2 separate regions of the Gossypium arboreum genome follow, and region 2 is linked to region 1. Evidence: chromatin contacts called from public Hi-C data. All regions are on one chromosome and are shown on one strand. Each heading gives the region's core, a stretch centred on a gene start, on an enhancer-like site or on the middle of the called end of the contact. The rest is flanking DNA. Distances are from core to core; before and after follow the strand shown.

What was found. A called contact is a pair of places that touch in the nucleus more often than the background predicts.
Region 2: a Hi-C map of leaf shows a contact between it and region 1, with 2.8 times the contacts expected there. The contact joins two enhancer-like sites. A contact is called at or near these places in 2 of 5 Hi-C or Micro-C datasets (both in leaf).

Annotation. Positions count from the first base shown.
Region 1 is chr8:28,782,859-28,786,125 of ASM2569848v2, forward strand. No RefSeq gene overlaps it. Among protein-coding and RNA genes, the nearest start is that of LOC128279961, 16 kb to the left of the region's middle. Within about 2 kb of position 1,698, at least 1 of the 2 cell types and tissues checked has an H3K27ac peak or open chromatin away from gene starts, as enhancers often do. A contact at or near this core is called in leaf, where this site is marked.
Region 2 is chr8:29,145,914-29,149,180 of ASM2569848v2, forward strand. No RefSeq gene overlaps it. Among protein-coding and RNA genes, the nearest start is that of LOC128296415, 9.6 kb to the right of the region's middle. Within about 2 kb of position 1,753, at least 2 of the 2 cell types and tissues checked have an H3K27ac peak or open chromatin away from gene starts, as enhancers often do. A contact at or near this core is called in leaf, where this site is marked.

The DNA.
Region 1 (3,267 bases), core at 448-2,947:
GATGTGTATGCGAGGTAGGACTTACAAAAAGACATGAGCCAAAAGACTAGTGCAAAATCTTGTTGTTCATGGGCTATGCATGCATGATTTTCAACTTGAGTGTCATCAGTGTTTCTTATAACTGGAGTAGGAAAAGGAAAGGTACCTTTAATGTAAGATTGCAATCGATGAGTTCGAAGAATAAGAACATGTTTCTAGGCTAAATAATTGATCTCATTGACCAACAAAAAAAAAAAAGAAAAAACTTTGTTGTCGATAGAATAGTGGCAGATCCGGAAGCCATTGCAATACTGGTGGTAAAAGCAATAGGGCTGTCATGTTGTGATGTTACAATTTGCGCCATGAGAACAAGAAAAGTGATTCAATTAATATGAAAAATGAATTAAATAACAACAATCAAATACTCTAATACCACAACAGTAAAACTCTAACTGATGAACAATGATCAAACATAAAAACAAAGAACAATGAAAAGCAGAAAAGTTAAAGAAGAAAGAAAGCTTTTGAGATAAAACTCATTTTCAATCATTATAAGTAGTAGAATGCATACATTCAGTGTTTATATACTAATTAATCAACTATTGTTAACAATTTATTAACAGATTAATAAATACTGTTAATACTTGCAAACAACTCAATCTGTTAGGTGTTAATAGTTAATAGCTAACAGCCTAACAAACTATTCCAACGCACATTTAGCACATGCTCAATTATCCCAATACAAACACAATTATAATTTAGTACAAGGCGAACTCATTTGTGTTCTCTGGTCACTTTTGCAAATCAATAATAAATAATGGCAGTCTTAAGACCAAAGACATAAACAACTATTCTTCCTCACTTTCTTTTTTATTTTTACTCTATTTTCTTCATTAGTTTGAGCTCATATTTTTCTAATGTGTAATGACTTAAACATCAGAGAGCATTCCAAAGCACAAACTCTCATATCTCTAGCTCACCTTCACCTTACAATAACTACCGAGCATTCAAGCTCATTTCGTTGCCCTTGAAGAAAATATCTCAAACCAATACATCATCAATCATGTATAAACAAGAAGCCTCATTATGAACTGAGCAAAAATCATGGCTCAACCTCCTTAGCACTTCAAGTTAGGGATAAGCAAAAATCTAATTAGTTAATCAATTTAATGGAAAAAGTCGATTTTCAATTTATTCAGTCAAGGTAATGGGTTTGATGATTTATTCAAGTCTAATTTTGGGCTTCCAAACTAAATTAATAGACCGAATACCCATATTAATTCCAAAATCCAATTAATTAATTCAATACAATTTTTTTTTTCTGTTTTATAAATAAATAAGTAGAAAAATTAAATACCGCCAAAATTGACCAAATTAAACTGAAGAAGTTTGTTTGATTATTTTGATTTTTTTTTTTTCATATAGAGTCGATTGTTTCAATAATTTTAATAAGTTTATTATTAACATAATAATGTTTTATATGATTCAAGTTAATTTTTGTCTAAAAATCATATTACGGAGCTCCTTTTCGACAAAATCATTTACCCTTTTCAACAATTTCTAGAAAGAAAAGTTTATTTCTATTGAGCGATTTATTTTCGTGAGACAAACATAAAAAGAAAAAAAGGAAAAACATTTTTTTCCAAGTCATGTTCTGCAATGCATCCAACATTGATGGGTTTGGGTTGGGTAATGGATATTTGCCACTTAACTCTTTACTTCCCTTCAAGCAAAAGCTTAAGCAATACAAGATCCATAGGGTTATCTTTCAGAATGGTTAGAAGTGGCCCAAAAATACCCATTACGAAAATGGGTACTAAAACTCATAGATCAAAATGATATTATCTTGAAAGAAGAAAAGCGGTTAATGTCAATTAATTACTCCACCTCCTTCACTCAAAAACACTCATTTGATGGAATTTTATTAAAATAATATTTTTTTACTAAAGTAATATAGATTCAATTTTATTTATTAAAATAATATAAATTGAATAATAAAAAGAACTTTTCGTTTTCCATACCCTAAATTGACACAGTTGGTGGCAATTGGAGAGAGCACAGAAAATGGAGCCATGTGTGCGAGAACACAACCAACCCAACATAAACCTCAACCCTATTTACTACTTCCACCCTAAATCACTATATAAACCTCCCAAACCCAAACTCATCTCACACAACTCCTACATTAAAAAGTTGTGGAAAAATATTTCCAATTGATTTTAGTTTTTGAACTTTTTTTTTAAAAAAAATTATAAATCTAATTCAACCTATTTTGAACTTTTTATCCTAGTTAATATATTAATAAAATTTTATATTTATTTTTTACAAAGTGTCTTGTCGGATTGCTCAAGTAAACATACTTATCACTTACCATCCTATAATGTCAGGTTATTAAGGTAAAAAAAAATTTACTTTGATGCGTCTAGTACATGTCCTCAATTATGACATGATAAGTGAACTTAATCTATGCCCTTGATTTTCGCTAATGCCTAAATTTGTGACATATCACTTTAACTACATAAAGGAACATATCTTCAACATGATATGTTTAAGTTATCAAGATTTGCATACATCCTTCTTGGGAATAGAAGAGTTCAATAAAATGAGTTATTGAGTATTTTCATTAAGACTGCCGAAAATGATTGATATTTAGATTTGGATAAAAAAAATGAGTTGATATCTTAGAAAATAGTTCATAATTGATTGAATCAATTTTACATTTTTTAAAATTTTAAAATTATTTATTTAATTAAAATCGGATGAATTAATTTTTATTGGAGTTGTGTGAGATGAGTTTAGCTTTTTAGGGATTTATATAGTAATTTAGGATGGGGCATTAAATAAGGTTGAGTGGGATTTAATATTGAGTTGGATTGAGGTTGTGGGTTTTGGAAACAGAAGGTGATGTTGATATAGAACTCAATTTTCTCTGTCATTCTCCCAAATCGTCATTGTGTTGATTTGAAGTATGGGAACACTATATTATATTTTTATAAATAAAATTAGATTTATATTATTTTAGTAAAAATCCTTTCATTTGATCACTTTTATTAGCATTAATGACATTGTTTTCGAGTTTTTTTATTAAAATAACTCATCAAATTTAATTAAATATTAAAATGACTTATTTTTTTAATAAAACACCAAAATGACCTGAAATCCACAGTAAAAGTTGGTGGAGCCAAATTATATGGCGCCACCAACTTGCCACGTTAGTGGGGAGCATAAAAAATTAATTTTTTGGTGGAGCCATGTAGAATAGCGTCACCTGTATAAATATCAGAGAAA
Region 2 (3,267 bases), core at 503-3,002, 360 kb after region 1:
CGCAACCAATTCGTTCTTGCTCTTTGTTCCCAGTACATCTCCTCTTTTTCCATTTCCTAGTTTAAATTTAGCTTCACGTCAATCATCTCTATTAGAGTATCATCCTCCCTCGGTATTCCATCAAGTTCAACCAATCTTTCTCGAAGAAGTTGTGATCTCTTGACTCGGTTTCCCTTAATATTTTTCCCCATCTCTATAAACCAATTTGGGTATGCTCAAGTTTATCCAATATACTGCCAGTTTTCTCCTTCCATAAATTCTTAACAACTTCTTCACATGAAGGCTCAGTTATCCACTATGATTCGAACTTGAATAGATTTCCCCCATATTGTTTTACTTTTGACCTTGTTTGGATTAAAATTGGGCAATAATCAGAGAAAAAATGTGGTGGATGTTGTACCAAATAATAAAAAAATAAATTCAGCCATTCCGAATTTGCTACTCTCCTATTGAGCTGATCCCTTATGTTTGTATCCGCAAAATTACCTTTTTCCCAAGTAAATTTTTGTCCACTATATCCCATATCTGCTAGATCGCATTCTTCCAGGGTTTTTCGAAATTCCTCCATCTGCCTTTCGTCTCTTATTGCCCCTCCCATTTTCTCGTGTGCATACATGATCTCATTGAAGTCTCCACAGACACACCACGGTATTAAGCAATTGTTCCTTAGTCGGTGAAGTAGATTCCATGACTCTTGCTTGTTTGAATGACTGGGATTGCCATAAAATCTAGTGAATTGCCACGTATATGGATTATCTTCTTCATTAATTTCCACATCAATATGATTTTTTGAATAGCTACAGACATGAACTAGATTGTTTCCATTCCATGCAAGACTTAACCCACCTTGCGAACCATTACCTGGAATATCCATCCCATTAAGAAAACCACACCGTTTTCGAAGACGTTCCATTCGGATACAATCTAATTTTGTCTCCATTAAGAAGACCATTTGGGTTTTATATATCTTCAACGTGTGTTGAAGCCTTCGAAAAGCTTGAGGATTCCCCAAACCTCTGGCATTCTAGCATAGAATTTTCATTGGTTTCGGTTAGCTGGCCATTTGCCAGCCGCTGATATAATTTGTGAAAAAACATCTTCATCCTCTATAGACCTCATCATCTCCATTATTGTACTACCATCCAAATTTCCCTCATCAGTTCTTGGTTTTTTGTTATGTTTTCAGCTAATGGTCCAAAATCGGACGCTTCCTCTTGATTTAGTTTTCGTTTACCTATTGTAAGCTCAGTCATATTTGAGTCGCTATTTCCCTTACGGTTTAATCGGCGCCAGCTTCTTTTTTTGTGGCCCAATTGAAATATTTCTTTTGGATTAATGGGCCCTTTATCCTCAGATTTTTTTTATCATTTTCCGTAGCACAATACCAATTTATGATGGCCTGCTCCACCTCTAGGTCCCACTAATTAGAGTTTGCATTTAAAGTATCTGTTGTAGGGCACCAATTCTTTTTGGACTCTTCTTCCTCTTTTGTAGCCAAAACTTAGGGAGAAAAATTAGAATCTCTTTCTTCGGAATTTTCCTGTATTTTCTCCGTTTCCCACTTCCCGGAGTTCTTTATCGATCTAACTTCACTCTCCGGCCGACGATATGGAATAGACTTTTCTGGCAAAAGAGCATCTTCTTTTTTCCCCAGTTCCTCTCCCGCGTAAAAACATTGCTTCATTGATTTTTTCTGTATTGATCCAAAAATTAGACATTCTTTCCCTACCATGGAAGATTTTGCCTTAAGTGCTATTGAGAAAGGATGCTCATCATCTACCTTTATACGATCTTCCGGGCTTGTTTCCGAACATTCCTTAATCTCATTGCCCATTCTTCCGCAACCAAAATAGAAAGTTAGGAGATTTTCATATTTAAAGGATATCCATATTTTCATCCATATTTTCTCTTTCTCATTCGGAGAAACAAAGACACCCTTTCTTAATTATTTTTGAACATCTAGGTTAACTTTGATTCAACAGAATTCCCCTTTTATATCAGATCTAATAACTCCCCCAAAAGTAGATCCAATTGCATGCATCAAATCCTTTTTGTCACATTCTGGTGGACACGGGCCAACTTTCATCCAAAACAGGGAGAAGGTTAGTTGATTCTTGTTTCTCTCCAGAGGTTGCGTCAGTCTATCAAAAATGATTAATTGTTTTCGAATTAGCCATGGATGCCTTTCCAAGATCTGTTCCAAGTCCTCCTCATCTTTAAAAGAGATCGTAAACAGATTTTGCCCTGCGATAAGAATCTCGAACTTCTTTTTTGTTTTCCATATGCTTCGTAATTGTGCTCGCAAGCTATCTGGATTATATGTTTTCTTTGTACAAATAGAGCAGATCAGCGTCAGATTTTCTGATGGAGTTACTAATGAATTTTTCACCGTTAGTTGGATTAACTCCTCCTCAAGGAGAGCAATTTCGTTTTTTTCGTCCTTCGATTCGAAGACACCGCTCATCTTCTTCCCAACCACAGTACTCGCTGTTTCTTCGGGAAGTTCAATGAGAGCACTCTTGACTCCTTTTTTCTATTGAGTTTTTTAAAGTTCAGACTGTTTTTAGAATCTTAGAAATCTGAAAAAGTGGTCGTAATAAGATTACACTCTATATTATAGCATTTCGATATTGTTTAAGAATATAAGATTACTAAATAATCGGAATATTGAGAATTCAAACATTCTAATCTTATTTCGAAATATTACACTATAAGTTGTATGTAATATTCGATCAACGAGACCCCCTAAATGTTACAATAAATCCTATTTTATTTTCATGTTTTAACACTAGCCACTCTTCTCATATTTCTTTCTTCCCTCTTTGCTCATTTCTATTTGCACGTTGTTTTGCTATTTTCATTGTTGTTTGCTTACAAACAATAGTAAAAACATTTGAATTAAAGAAAATAATTATTTAAATAAATAATAAATAATTACATCAATAATAAAAATATCATGATATATTATTTAATTAGTAAAATTACAATTTAACCTATTTTTAAAATTTTTATGAAAATGAAATAATTTAAACTTCAATTATGTACCATTCTTTTCCTAGTATCCTTAATAATTATTTTTTATTCTCACATGCCCATTATAAAAGTAATTAAATCTAATCACATATTTTACAACTGATTGTAATATCATTACTATAATATTTAATCTCATGCTATAATAACTAATTTTATTACTATTGTTGTTTTCATTTCATTGAAATCAATCTCATCACACAGTCAAACTTTGCCTTACCAATGGTTTATAGGAGG